Regions from separate parts of the Mus musculus genome. Here region 2 is linked to region 1. The links are chromatin contacts, called in public HiChIP or PLAC-seq maps. All regions are on one chromosome and are shown on one strand. Each heading gives the region's core, a stretch centred on a gene start, on an enhancer-like site or on the middle of the called end of the contact. The rest is flanking DNA. Distances are from core to core; before and after follow the strand shown. Region 1 overlaps Junos (a long non-coding RNA gene). Region 2 has its middle 62 kb from the start of Gm32240.

Region 1 (7,624 bases), core at 3,293-5,792:
TGGTTGAAGCACCTGGCTACACACGACAGAGCTCTGATAGACAAGGACCAGGTCTGTACCCAAGGCTGGATGCAGCTAAGTTCCCACACTGATACAGATAAAGGCTATTATCACTTAATCAAAGCCCACCAGCTCCCACCACTATCCCACCACTATTTAGAGCTGGTTCTAAAAACCCTTCTCTGAAGACATTAAACATTATGAGCTCTCAAATGAACAGGAAACCAGGCTCGGTATTAAATAAACAATTTCTCCCCTACTTACCTCTACTTTCCCACTGCAAAATGGGGACAACATTCACATCAGTTATGGGTTTGAGAACCACAGCAAAAGTCTGAACAAGTGGTTGTAGCCACTGGTAGCTGCTGCCCTTGCTCAAGTAAATTACCTCACTTATGCTCATACAGAAATACTAATTAATTAAATGCTGTGGTCCACAGAAGAAAAAGACATAAAAGGAGGAGGGGTATTTGTTGGGAAGGAGAGGTTTGCCAGAAAGGGGTAAGGATATGAAAGAATAATATGGGGTATAATCAAGTCTATTACCTCTCTAAAGCATATATATATATATATATATATATATATATATGTATATGTATATGTACATATATATGTAAAAAGTTGTGAAACAATCTATCATGCTTTTACAAAAAATAATTTAGAATGTGGTTTGACTCTTAGCTCCGCCTCTGGTTCACTGTGCTTACTGACACTGGGCCAGGTTCTTAATAGCTCAGAGTCCTAGCTCTACTTTTAATTTGCTGTGCAAACTGGAGCCTATTTCTTGGCCTCTCTGAGCTTCAGTTTCATCCCATTATGAGAATCATTAAGCAAACTCAGTCTCCGAGTTTTATGACAACAATCACATAATAACAAAACCTGCTTCCTTATTTTTAAATCCAAGAAAATAATAAACATTTTCTCACTGCAAAGAGTAAACAACATTTAAAAGTTGTCTAATAAGCCGGCTCTGGTGACAGAGGTCTGTTATCACAGCTACTTGGGAGGGGAACATAGGAGGGTGGCATGTTTAACATGACCTTGGATTACAGAGTGAGTTCAGGGGTAACCTGGACAAACTGGCAAAAAAAAAAAAAAAAAAAAAAAAGGTTTAAAAGCGGGCTGTGGATGTAGTTCAATGGTAGAGAAGCCCTTGTTTATCATATATAAAACCCAGTATTGAAAAGAAGAGGAGGAGGAAGAAGAAGAGGAGGAGGAAGAAGAGGAGGAGGAGGAAGAGGAGGGTGAGGAAGAAGGAAAGCCTAATGCAGTAGTTCAGTCATGGATATTATTATTAATGGCCATTACACAAACCGTAACTGGTGAACTTTAAAAATAATTAGTGGTTTGACTATAATTACCATTTTCTTCAGTGCAGGATAATCTCACTTGGTCTCTGGCTGCTTTCTTATGAGATCAGGCTATGCTGGAGTTCACCCTTAGACAGTGGACACAGAGTCACAAGGGTGTTCATCCACCTTCCAAAGGTGCAGAGGTTGTATTATTGCTTCTAATGGCAGCACCACAGTCTGCCTAAAGATCCAGATTTTGAGCCGTAGGCTGTGAACGCAGTAGCTTATTGTGGCCACAGTGGTCCTTTACTGCTCACCAGAGTCTCCAGTTTACTAAGTGATAGAAAGTGGGTCCTGATTACTGGTGTCAAGGGAATCTGAAATAAAAATTCCATGATTCTCTGCTCCCCAATTGTATAGCTTTATTCAAGTTGTAGAACTCTCCTTACCGTACCTCCATCTCCTCATCTGAAAGCCATTACTAACATCAAAAAAGTAGCACTGGCTATGTCAGAAACATATACATGAAACACTCAAGACAGCTCTCATCCATAGTCACCAGTCCCCATTGTAAGCTCAACTGTCACTAACATTGCTGCCAATTGCAGTGAACACCTTCCCCCGATGGAACATGGTTGTTCCATAGTCAAAACTGGAAGCGTGTCCAGAAAGAGTTTCTATCCTCACAAAAGAAGATAACATGGAGGAAGTACGTGTTTCCAACACCCATGTGCTGTGTTCTTCCTACAGAAGAACAACCAAGGTTCCTTCCTGAGGGATCCCTAATGTGCAAAACTAGCATACAGGGGAAGACCAAGACTAAGGTCAGTCCATAGACTTTAAATTCTGCCACAAGGCTCTCAGGAGAGTATAGTTTGAAGATGGCCTCTTGAACAAGGAGCTGAGAGCCCTTAGTCTGGGCTCACAGAGCTTGGTGAAATGGGCATTCATCTTCTCTATAGATGTGGGCGGTATGTGCCAGCATCCCTCGTATCAGAGTGGAGATGTGAGATGGGTGGAAAGGCTAAGTGATGGGGTGGAGTGAGGAGTCCTGATGGAAAGAAGAACCTCAAAGGTGTTCCAAGTAGAGGCCAGAACTAAGCAGACGTGGCTCATGCCTGAACTCTGAGAACATGTGGGTCAGGGGTGGGGGTGGGGGGTGAGGCAAGAAGGTCAAGAATTTGGGGTCACTCTGGGATACATAGAATTCAACCCTGCCTTATGGGAAACAAGATCTCGTTCTTAAAGCCACTGAAGATGCTTATCCAAGGGGATGGTACAATCAACTCTCCACATTTTATTTATGCTGTTTTCCACTTTGATTCCAGACATGGTGAATGTTTTGTTGTGTAGATTGTTGTTTGTTTGTTTAAAAACAAAACAAAACAGAAAACTAATGTCTTATTTTGTAGCCAAGGCTAGCCTAGAACCCAGTAGGTAGACCAGGCGGCTCAAACTCACAGCTGCATCTGCCTCCCAGATGCTGGGACTACAGGCAGGTGCTCCCATGTCTGACTCCTCTGATATGTTTGATCAGTTATGTTTGTGAAAGTCTTTGTCATCCAAGAGCTTCACCTATCCCAGAAAACTTGATGACAATGGTAATTAAAATGATAATCTCATCATACTTATATATATATATATATATATTGAACTCTACTAACTATGTCTTAGCTTTTCTTTAGTAAGTGAGCAGATATAAGTGGTTGAATAGTCATTTCCTTTGCTTGGCTTGCCAACCAATGCCATCAGCTCCTGCACAGTAGGAGTTCTGACTGTGCCCATTTTATAGATGGAAAAGCTTGGATCAGAGAAGAAAAGGACTTTCTATAGCATCAGGGACAGTTGCCACTACTGCAGCATACAGGAGTGGTTGGTTCACTGTTAGCTTCATGAACCAACAGAACTGGCATCAACTTAGCCTTGAAGACAGTGTGCTCTGGGTCCCCTTTACTACTGGGCTTGCCCCTCAATTTTTGGGGGTGGTCTACTGAGCACTCACAGTGCCCACACTGTGCTGCCTGCTTCATCTCATAGTCCTCATGAGAAAATCTGAGTCATAAATACTGTGTTCAGGCCTCTATGATGACAAGAAACCAGAGCCTGAAGAGCAAGCCATGTGGTCATATTTCCCTTGTTAGTAAGAAGGAACTGGGACTGAGACCCAGGGCTTCTGAGGCTCAAGCCTTACAATTGCAGGGTTGTGAGCAGCCACATACATCTCAGACGGCATCCATGAACATGGGATATCCCGAAGTGACATTCCATGAGGTCAGAGCATGGAGGAAAGGGACTTTTAGAGGAAACAGTCTGCATCCAAGTCAACAGCATCAGTGTGCATCGTAGACAATCATTGACTGTCGAGGTATCTAAGCAGACAGCGTCTTCCTCTCAAGATGTACACACTGACAAGCCAGAGATCCTCCCGGGACCTTAGTGTTCTTACCGTAAAAAGAAAGAACCAAAAGGAATAACTTCTCAAATTGCTTCAAACCCAAATTGGCCATGACTCATCTAGAGTATTGGTAAGTGCTTTTCGTCTTTTAAGTCTAGGCAGAGATTTTCTATTAGACCTTGGTATGTATTGTTATTACAAGATTTGCCTAAGCCCACATTATCAGTCTCTTATTTCTTCCCAGGGGAATCTCAAGAGGTTTCTAAATTGATGGCCAGTGATTATATATAACAACAAACAGTGAGAGTAACTGTTCTTCTACTCTGCCTTCAAAAGAAGCAAACAAATGACAAACAAACACAAACCTGATCTAATCACAGCTCTGACTTTTTGAGGAGAGGCTCAGAGACCTGGATCAGCCCCATTTTCTCACCTGGCTTCCTGTAGGGCCTTGGCTTTGGAGTTGAGGGTGTTCTGCTTCTGGACAGTTGGGCCATGGAATCACAGATACAGAGAATCCATCTTGGACCTCAGTTTCCTCCTCTGTGAGTGAGGCTTCTCAGAGTGCTTGCTCTGCCTAAGTCAGAGCACTGTTCTGCAGATAAAAACAGCTGATGTCTGAAGAAGCCATGTCACATTCAAATGGAGATAAAGATGGTCATATTGTTTTGTTTATCAAGGTTCTATAGTGAGATAGCACATGAGAGAGAGGGGGGGGAGAGAGAGAGAGAGAGAGAGAGAGAGAGAGAGAGAGAGAGAGAAGTTATAAGGAATCAGCACATGTGACATTACCACAGACTCAGGAAAGTCCCAGGATTTACAAGATGAGTCAGCAGTTGAAAACTTGGAAGAGTCTGTGATTTAGTTCTGATCCATATCTGAATTCCAAAATACAGAAGAGTGGATATTGTGGTTCCAGTCCAGGGCTGGCTGGCCCAAGATCCCAGGAAGTGTCATTGATACACTATGAATGGGAACATAAAAACCAAACAAAGCCCCCAAAGGCTGATCATCCTATTCAAAGCTAGAATTTTTTTTCCTCCCTCCCTTTTCTGTCCAGGTCATCTCTTCAACTGACTGGAGAAGTGTTAGCCACATTAGAGAGGATAAGCTGCTTGACTAAGTCTGCCAAATAACCCACGGCTCTCATCTAGAAATACTAACTTAGAAACACTCAAAAAAGAAAAAGAAAAAAAGCTCTGAAGTTCAGTCAAATTGACACATAACTGTAACAATGTAACACTTACAAAGGTTAAACCACAAACGTATTAGAAAAATCAAACTTTTTGCCTACTCTCTACAGTGCCCTCCATATCTAGAATTAAAAACCCAGCACACAGTAGGACCTCAGAGCACGCTGAATAAATAAGGTGGAAGAAATGGAGAAGGAAGACAAAAATTTTAAGCCAGAGGAAGAAAACACACTATGCACCACTATGCGAGGCACACTTTCTTCAGTTATTCAGTCAATAATTGCATATTGAACTCTTAAGTAGTAAGGATTTGAAGCCACTCTATACCTTTGTAAGCATTTTTTGCTCACTCCTTACAACGTGCAATTAGTCACATCTTGTTTGTTCTGTTATTCTTGACCCTTGTGACGAGTTGAATGGGGCCAAAAAGGCTTGTCAGCAGGAAATGTGTGACAGTCACTGTATCTGGAGAGTCACTGTATCTGGAGAGGGTTTTTGGAAGATAGAGGTAAATATCTCAAAAGGAGATGGTCCTGGATCCTGGTGGGGTCTAAATCCAATGTCAAATGTTCTTATATGGATGGGCAGTGAAGAAGGCACTAGGAAGACAGAGCTAGATAACAGTGATGCTCTGTGAGTACTTGAAGGCTGAGGCCAAAGATCCAGGAACCATGGAAGATGAAAGAGAGGCAAGAATCAAACCTTTCCTCAGAGCCTCCAGTAGGAAATAAGCCACACAGACAAGTCACCAGCAGACTCACCTCCAGGTGTGCCATTTTAAGCTAGCCAACTGTGCACTCGTGAGAGTAATCAGAAAAGTAGTGTGCCCCCGCCCCTCGCCCCAACCCCGACCCTGAAATATAGACACAAGTGCATTCCAGGAAATCCTTCAGAGCTACCACTTAAAGGTGCAGGGTCAAAGCAAAACTATGACAAGTATTGGTAAAGAGCTAAAAATGCATCACTACCCAGATCTCATCTGGCCAGTGACCGAAAGGCTCCTGAGTGGAAGGCAGGACCTAAGGCTCTCTGCTCTTCTACTCTTAACAGCACATAGTCCTTAGACGAATATCACAACAGTAAAGGCTGCTGCTGCTTCCTCCTGTGAGCAAGAGCAGGCAAAGGCAATCGTCTCCCAGCTTACAAAATGGACAGGGACTTCTTCTCCAGGACATCCTCAGAGGAGCCACCAACTCTAACAATCAACAGGACCACAACTGTAGGAAACAGGATGGTGTGGGGCCCAGCTTGTCCTTCTACCGGTGCCCTGGCAGAACTCTGTCGCTTCACACTGATCCTTCACACTTCTCCTGTCTATGTAGCCTAGCAGTGCTTAGGAGTACTGCTGGCCTGAGCCCTCCTGTGTAAGAGCAACACCCAAGGAGACTCAGCACCCAAGGGAAGCAGACCCGTGGTCCTTCTAACATCACACCAGGGCAGGATGCTTTGACTCCACACTTAATGTGGCAGGTTCCTTCCTTTCCTTAAGCCTGCTTTGCCTTCTAGAGGATGTATAGGAGAAAAGCTGGCAAGTCGTAAGTGCTCCAATGCCACCGTTCTACCTTCTTCTCCAAAACCAATCAGAGATGCTTGCTTTGATGCATTCAGTTCAGCGGGTGGCAAACACTAGTGCCTCCCACAGAGCTGAGCCCAGTAAGTGTTTCATTAATGGCAGCTGCTATTTTTTTCACTCACTGAGCATCTGTGAACGATCCAAGTACCAGAGAGCTCTAAGGGAGCATGAAGCCTCCTTACCTTTCTCCATGTGAGATATAAAACAGAGAACACAAGGAACGACCTGTGGCTGCACAACTAGTAAATTCCAAGTTAGGCCTCTTCTCACAGGCTGCTTGTTCAACTACCTGATTTCTCTCCTAGCCCTGGGCACTGGCAAGAACCTCTCCTACTAACTGGTGCCCAGGGCAGCCTCGCCACTCGGGAGGCCCTGGGGACCTATTGGGGCTCAGCAGAAATGTGGACAGATGGAAGAGATTATAAGACTGGGCACGTAGGGAGAGGTCCCATTCCAAAGCAAATGCATTCTTGCTGTGCAACCCTGACACTCACATCCTAAAAATTGTTATTTAATGTACTGTCCACATCCGAACGTGACTCACCTTCTGAAATGGAAATGTGGGTGGTTACCAGCTAGGGACAGGACAGCATTTATTGGTAGCCCCACAGGCAGTGTTGACCTCAGGCTGGAGGCCACCCTGCAGGCTATGGGGACTCCATAGCTAAGGCCTTGGCCTAGGGGGAACCTTGACCTCGTCACAGATGGATTTGTTTCTGATCCGGTGTGGCAAATTTCTAAATCTTGGCTGTGGGATGACATTTGCTCCTCTCAGAAAAAGAGCAGGGGGCCCAGCAGGTTCCAATTGACTCCAAAGGAGAAGCAGCTGTAGGAATTCTGCAGCACGCTGATTAAGGAAGTTCATTTTCAGGTTGTGGTTTCCAGTGGATGGGCCCCTCTTGTTCCTTGCCCCACTCTGGGCTGTCAAAGAAACCTTGGAAAATCAAAATTGCCTCATCCGTTCATCCAGAGCTAGAACTTAGACAAAACAGGAAGGATCTAGAAATAATAGCATCCGTCTTCTAAGGACCTCATAAGTACTTGACATTGGGGTCAGTGCTTTACAAAGATGACTTCTAGCTTGTAAACTCATGTGACAAAACAGAACGTCCTAGACTGACAAATGGTGAAATACAGACTGTGAGTGACAGCCACTGCTTTCCTCCACACA
Region 2 (7,624 bases), core at 2,375-4,874, 170 kb before region 1:
ACTGTTTCTAGTTTTCAGCCTTTTCATACACATTTAATCCCTATGGTGGAAATATAGAGGTGACTAGTATACACCTTTAATCCCAAACAATGAAGGTAAGTTTAGTTTGTAGAAGGAAGTACCCATGTTTGAAAGTAATGTCTAATTGAGTGACAAAGTGATGAATCGGAGAAAGATTTGACAGAATGAATCAGAGATAGAATATGACCAGTTCCCATGAGAAGAGAAAGGAAAGGGAAACGACTAAAGAGAGGGCAGCGTAGAGAAAAGAAAGGAGGAAAGCAGTTTTACCAGGACAGTTTTACAGAGACAGACTGAAGAGAGGACAAGCTAGACCCACGTGAAGTCACAGTGAACCAGAGAATGAGAAAGAGCCAGATGATTAGAACATACTGCTAAAGTTAATATGAGGTCAAACAGAGCCAAAGTTTGAGACTGAGAGAGAATCCAGTTTGAATCAGTCAGCTTGGAGAAGAGTTTGAGCCAGACCTTCTGAGCCAGAGATCAATCAGAAAGAGTTAGAAAGGGTAAGTTTATACAGCAGCAAGTCTCAGAGGCTGAAAGCATTCGAGGCCTAGATCATATGGAGGATAGAAGCTTCCAGACTAGGCCTAAGTTATCAGACTGAAGCAGTAAGTCTTGGAGATGACAATTACATCAGGTGAATAAAAGTTACTTTTATACTCACATAACCTGAATTTGGGGTGGGTCTTCCAATCTCTGAAGATCCAGATTTAGGGTGAGTCTTCCACTTCAGATGACTTAATCGAAAAAAATCCCTCATAATTGTGTCCAACTGCCAGGGTTTTAGTTGATTCTAGATCTGGCCATTTTGATAAGATTAGTTATCACACATATGTATGGTACACACATAAGGGGAACACTACATTACATAATTGCATGAATTATGTCCAGAAGCCCAGAGTTGACGTCAGAAGTCTTCCTTGATTGTTTTCCACTTTATTGGTTGAGATAGGGTCTCTAGCTTTACTGAGCCTGGCAATTCCAGCTACTCAAGCTAGCCAGCTTGCCCAAGAACTGGGATTACAGGTAGCTGGCATACTTGTTTGGGTACTGGGGATTCAAACTCTAGTCCCCATGATAGTGCAGTGTCTTAGTTACATTTCTCCAATGTGATCAAACACTAATTATCTTAGCTGTGAAGAGACAATATGATCAAGGCAACTCTTATAAAGACATTTAATAGGGCTGGATTACAGGTTCAGAGATTCAGTACATTATCATCAATGCAGGGGCATGGCAGAGCCCAGGCAGGTGTGATACATGAGAATCTGAGAGTTCTACCTCTCGATCCAAAGGCAAACAGGAGAAGACTGACTTCCAGGCAGCTAGGACAAGGGTCCTAAATCCCATGTTCACAGTGATACAGTTCCTCCAACAAGGCCACATCTACTCCAACAAGGCCATACCTCCTAATAGTGCCACTCTCTGGGCAAAGTATATTCAAACCATCAGTCTGACTAAACCAATCTGAAGAAGAAAGGTTTATTTGGCTTAACTATCCCAGTCATGGTCCATCATTGAGGGCAGTCAGGGCAGAAACTCTAAAGCAAGGCCCTGGAGGCAGAAACTGAAGTAGAGCTAATAAAAGATGCTGCTCTCTGTCTTGTTCTCCACGTCTTGCTCAGCCTACTTTCATATAGACCCCAGAACCAACTACCCAGGAGTTTCCCCATAGACTTGTCTGCAGCCCAATCTGATGGAGGCAATCCCTCAACTAAATATTCCTCATTCCAGATGACTCTAGATTATGTCAAGTTTACAAATACAAAACAGCACAACCAGCCAGCACCCAGAGCAAACATATTACCCATTGAGTCATCTCTCCAGCCTGTGAAAGGGTTTCATCAAGCAGAAAGAGCTGTTGAAGTTCAAGTTGCTACCATTGTGATAGGGCCTAAATAAGAGGTTTGAGGTTAGTAAAGGAAGACACGAAGCAGATAAAGGCAGCTCTGGGAGAACTGGCTCCAAGGAGCATTGCTTTTTCAGCCAGCCATGGAATCCACTTCACTCCCTTAACTAAATAAATGGCATAAACCAAGCATGTCGTGTGTAAAATCTCCCTTTGATTTTGCCATTGCACTCCCTTGAACTGTCTTTGTGAAAGTCAGTCTCAACCACAACCTTGCCAAAAAAACTGCAGAAGTTTCCCTTGACTACTGATCCCTAAAGTATACATTTGTTTGACCTTTGGTATACAAACCTACAAATGATATTTTTAAAAATTATAAAGAAGTTCTTCATAAATAAACCCTCATGCTTTCAGCCATAGGTCTTTGAGGAAGACTTTTCTTTTGAACTCTGTATGGGCTGAGTTATCTCCACAGAGGCACTGCACACGGTGAGCCGGCTGTCCTGGAGAATCACCCACCTTTGCAATTTCCAACAATGTGAGGTGGTGAAATTCCAGAACTCAAAGACTCAGTATTTAGCAACACAAGAGTCTTTCACACCCTGTTTCCATTTACCCTAGAGATTTCACTATGGGTGTTCTTACAGATTCTTCCAAGCCTAACAAAGGATATCCTCATGACCAAGAGCAAAGAACAGATCAGTTTGGGAGTTTCAAAGCAGGGGATTGAATTCTAACTTTGTTCCTCACTAGCTGTGTGATTTCTATAAGAGGCTTACATGGTGTTGACTTAGCATCTATGTGCCTGCCTCAGTTTCTTCAAGGTGAAAATGGTCCACAAGTCATGGGGCTGTGGTAAGAAGTAAATAAAAAATAAACCAGAAGTTTCAAGCACACAGTAGTTATTCAGTAGCGGTCATCAGTACCAGACAAGTTCTCAACATATTTATCAGCTAGAAAAAGGTTGGTTCGATATGATCCAGAAGTGTATTTCCCAAACTTACAGGGACAGGGTGAGTCTGAGAAAGACAACAGTTGTGTTGTGAAGTGGAGTTGCTGGATCATGCATGGTAATCCTATTTTTTCCCCAATGCTCTTCATGCTGTTTTGTACAGAAGTCAGAACCATTTCATATTCCCTACATTAATGCACAAGAACTCCAACTTTTACCAGGACTTGTTATTCTGTCTTCTTTCATTTCCTCTTCTTTCCCCATCCTTCCTTTCCATCTTTCCTCCCTCCATCCTTCCCTCCCACCTGCCTCCTCTCCTTCCCTTTCTTCCACCTTTATTTCCTTCACCTTTCCTGGTGGTAGTTATGATGATTAATCTTCAGTGTTAATTTGAGGTGATTGGGTTTAGAATCATCTAGGAGACATCTCTAAGAATGTCCTTGAAGCTGTTTCCAGAAAGGTTTAACAGAGGAGGGAAGATCAACCCTGAATGTGGATGTTAACACCCAACAGGGTGGGGTTTCCAACTGAATCAAAAGGGGAAAGAGAGAAAGCCAGCTGAGAAAGTATCACCTCCTCCTTCCACTGACTGGTACCTGATGGGGATGCAGTGTGACCAACTGTCTCTTGTGTCTGCTGCCATACATTCCCTGCCATGAGCTTAAAAGGCCTCCCTTAAGTGGCTTTTTGTCAGGCATTGTGTTACAGCAATGAGACAAGAGCTAATACAGTGGCTACCCTGAAGGACATGCTACAGTAGTATCTTTTTGTGGTGTCTAACAGGCAATTTGGGGATTCGTACTATTATCAGATCTAAACAGGAAGTTGGTCAAGGCATGCACAGAAACTCCAGTTCCTTTCTGCCAGGAAGGGAGAGAAAAAAAATGTGAAGTGAGTTAACCTCCTATGAACATCACTTCTTTCATTCCTTGCCTCCTCCCCAAGGTGAATATAATTAACCCATTCTGGTTGAGAAGCCAAGGTTTGCAGGGTTCACTGACTTGTCTCATGGTTACAGGGCTAATATGGTTGCGACACAATAGATGAGAGATATGTTTAGACTCCTTTCTCTGCCACCATTTTTACGAGATTGTTTGTTTTAAAACTTAACTGAGCAGTAGAAATTGTTAAATAACTCTGGATACTGAGAGCAAAACAAGAAAGCTGGAAAGTAATAATATAACATCTAATGTCAGCATCTTTACTTATATAAAATGAAACTTTAACCATGCCCCTTGGAAACACACAATACAGGAGAAAATGGATATAATTGAATGTACTGGGATACAGGGAAAGCTGGCTTTTGGCTAGTGTTTAACCTACACATGTCATGTCATCCAACCCCACAGGCAGAGGCTGTGGGAAACTCCACTTTCAGAAAACACTGTAGAGATCTTGCCATGCCTAGAAGCAGAGCTGAGTGTCATAGAAGGGTTAGCCAGCCTGCCCTGCTTGTGGCAAAGTCACAGGAAGCATCAGTAAACCAACTCTTCTGTAGATTTCATGATCCCCTTCCTGTTCTCTCTTCCTCTCTCACTACTGGCTTAGGTCCCATTTTCCAGAGAAAACTGAAAATTTCTATACAACAAATGCCATCATAAACAAACAAAAGATGCAACCTGAGTGGGCAGATAGTTGCCAAAATTATCAATTAATCTAGCTCAGAAGTACACATTTGTCTGACATAGGTTTAATGCCACTGCCAAAATAAAAAACCTTGCAGTAAAACTATATAAAGATTTAGTAAAAGGATCAATTAAAAAAAAAAAAAGGAGGGAGCCATCTTGTGTCCCAGGTCCCTCAGAGACCAGTCTGCACAGGTGAGAGTGCAGACTGCAGAAGCCACACAGCTTCTGGGACAGACCCCTGGGCTCCAGACACCGGGGCACCTTCCCCACCAGGGAAGTGGCCGCCTGGAAGGGCTCTGACCACCAGAGCAGGTGAGGGAGCCATCTTGTGTCCTGGGTACCTCACAGACCAGTCTGTGCAGGTGAGTGTGCACACTGCAGAGGCAACACATCTTCTGGGACAGGCCCTGTTTCAGGCCTTCATCTTCAGTCAGGAGGCAGGTCTGAACGCCAGACCTCTGTGCACCTTCCCTGCAAGAGGAGAGCTTGCCTGCAGAGAGCACACTGACCACTGAGACTCAGGAGAGAGCTAGACTACCAAGACTGCTGACAGAGGCTAACAGAATCACAGCAGGAACAAGCTCCAGCCAGAGACAACTATAACAACTAAATCCAGAGATTACCAGAAAGGCAAACGTAAGAATCTTATTAACAGAAACCAAGACCGCTCACCATCATCAGAACCCAGCACTCCCACCTCAGCCAGTCGTGGATACCCCAACACATCCAAAAACCAAGATTCAGATTTAAAAATCCTATCTCATGATGCAGGTAGAGGACTTTAAGAAGGGTATTGATAACTCACTTAAAGAATTACAAGAGAACACTGCTAAACAGGTAGAAGCCCTTAAAGAAGAAACAAAAAAAATCCCTTAAAGAATTATAGGAAAACACAACAAAACAGGTGATGGAATTGAACAAAACTATCTAAGACCTAAAAAGGAAAGTAGAAACAATAAAGAAAACCCAAAGTGAGACAACTCTGGAGATAGAAATCCTAGGAAAGAAATCAGGAACCATAGATGCGAGCATCAGCAACAGAATACAAGAGATGGAAGAGAGAATCTCAGGTGCAGAAGATTCCATGGAGAACATGGGCACAACAATCAAAGAAAATGCAAAATGCAAAAAGATCCTAACTCAAAACATCCAGGAAATCCAGGACACAATGAGAAGACCAAACCTACGGATAATAGGAGTAGAATGAAGAATGAAGATTTTCAACGTAAAGGGCCAGCAAATATCTTCAACAAAATTATAGAAGAAAACTTCCCAAACTTAAAGAAAGAGATGCCCATGAACATACAAGAAGCCTACAGAACTTCAAATAAACTGGACCAGAAAAGAAATTCCTCCTGACACATAATAATCAGAACAACAAATGCACTAAATAAAGACAGAATATTAAAAGCAGTAAGGGGGAAAGGTCAAGTAATATGTAAAGGCAGGCCAATTAGAATTACACCAGACTTCTCATCAGAGACTATGAAAGCCAGAAAATCCTGAACAGATGTTATACAGACCCTAAGAGAACACAAATGCCAGGCCAGGCTACTATACCCAACAAAACTCTCAATTACCATAGATGGAGAAACCAAAGTATTTCATGATAAAACCAAATTCACACAATATCTTTCCATGAATTCAGCCCTTCAAAGGATAATAAAGGGAAAACACCAACACAAGGATGGAAACTACACCCTAGAAAAAGCAAGAAAGTAATCCTTCAACAAACCTACAACAAGACAGCCACAAGAACAGAATCCCAACTTTAAAAACAAAAATAACAGGAAGCAACAAATACTTTTCTTTAATTTCTCTTAACATCAATGGACTCAATTCCCCAATAAAAAGACATAGACTACTACAAAAAATTCCCCAATAAAAAGACAGACTGGCTACAGAAACAGGACCATTTTGCTGCTTACAGGAAACCCATCTCAGGGACAAAGACAGACATTACCTCAGAGTAAAAGGCTGGAAAACAGTTTTCCAACAAATGGTCCAACAAAACTAGCTGGAGTAGCCATTCTAATATCAAATAAAATTGACTTCCAACCCAAAGTTATCAAAAAGAGGGCACTTCATACTCATCAAAGGTAAAATCTACCAAGATTAACTCTCAATTCTGAATATCTATGCTCCAAATGCAAGGGCAGCCACATTCATTAAAGAAACTTTAGTAACGCTCAAAGCATACATTGCACCTCACACAATAATAGTGGGAGACGTCAACTCCCCACTCTCACCAATGGACAGATCCTGGAGACAGAAACTAAAAAGAGACACATATACACTAACAGAAGTTATGAAACAAATGTACTTAATAGATATCTACAGAACATTTTATCCTAAAACAAAAGGATATACCTTCTTCTCAGCACCTCGTGATACCTCCTCCAAAATTGACAATATAATTTGTCACAAAACAGACCTCAACAGATACAAAAATATTGAAATTATCCCATGCATCTTATCAGATCATCACGGACTAAGGCTGATCTTCAGTAACAGCATAAATAATAGAAAGCCAACATTCATCTGGAAACTGAACAACACTCTATTCAATGATACCTTGGTCAAGGATGAAATGAAAAAAGAAATTAAAGACTTTTTAGAGTTTAATGAAAATGAAGCCACAACATATCCAAACTTATGGGACACAATGAAGGCAGTCCTAAGAGGAAAACTCATAGCCCTGAGTGCCTCCAAAAAGAAACTAGAGAGAGCATACACTAGCAGCCTGAGAGCACACCTAGAAGCTCTAGAACTAAAGGAAGCAAATTCATCCAAGAGGAGTAGATGGCAGGAAATAATCAAACTCAGGGCTGAAATCAACCAAGTGGAAACAAAAAGAACTATCCAAAGAATCAACAAAACCAGGAGCTAGTTTTTTTGAGAAAATCAACAAGATAGATAAACCCTTAGCTAGACTAACTAGAGGGCACAGGGACAGTATCCTAAGTAACAAATTCAGAAATGAAAAAGGAGACATAACAACAGAACCTGAGGAAATTCAAAACATTATCAGATCTTACTACAAACAGCTATACTAAAAAAAACTGGAAAATCTGGATAAAATGGACAATTTCCTAGACAAGATACCAGGTACCAAAGTTAAATCAGGATCAGATTAACGATCTAAATAGTCCCATTTCCCCTAAAGAAATA

The links. HiChIP or PLAC-seq counts read pairs in DNA pulled down with a chosen protein or histone mark.
Region 2: a BATF HiChIP or PLAC-seq map of CD8 T cells shows a contact between it and region 1, with 16 read pairs. The contact joins two enhancer-like sites. A contact is called at or near these places in 1 of 15 datasets of contacts at CTCF or cohesin (the NIH/3T3 cell line), 1 of 484 Hi-C or Micro-C datasets (nephron progenitors) and 3 of 115 datasets of contacts at active chromatin or transcription factors (CD8 T cells, effector CD8 T cells and memory CD8 T cells).

The regions. Positions count from the first base shown.
Region 1 is chr4:95,097,804-95,105,427 of GRCm38.p6, reverse strand. The region is part of intron 1 of Junos (a long non-coding RNA gene); the gene reads right to left. Among named protein-coding and RNA genes, the nearest start is that of Junos, 49 kb to the right of the region's middle. Within about 2 kb of position 4,542, at least 51 of the 459 cell types and tissues checked have an H3K27ac peak or open chromatin away from gene starts, as enhancers often do. A contact at or near this core is called in CD8 T cells, where this site is marked.
Region 2 is chr4:95,266,616-95,274,239 of GRCm38.p6, reverse strand. No RefSeq gene overlaps it. Among named protein-coding and RNA genes, the nearest start is that of Gm32240, 62 kb to the right of the region's middle. Within about 2 kb of position 3,624, at least 35 of the 459 cell types and tissues checked have an H3K27ac peak or open chromatin away from gene starts, as enhancers often do. A contact at or near this core is called in CD8 T cells, where this site is marked.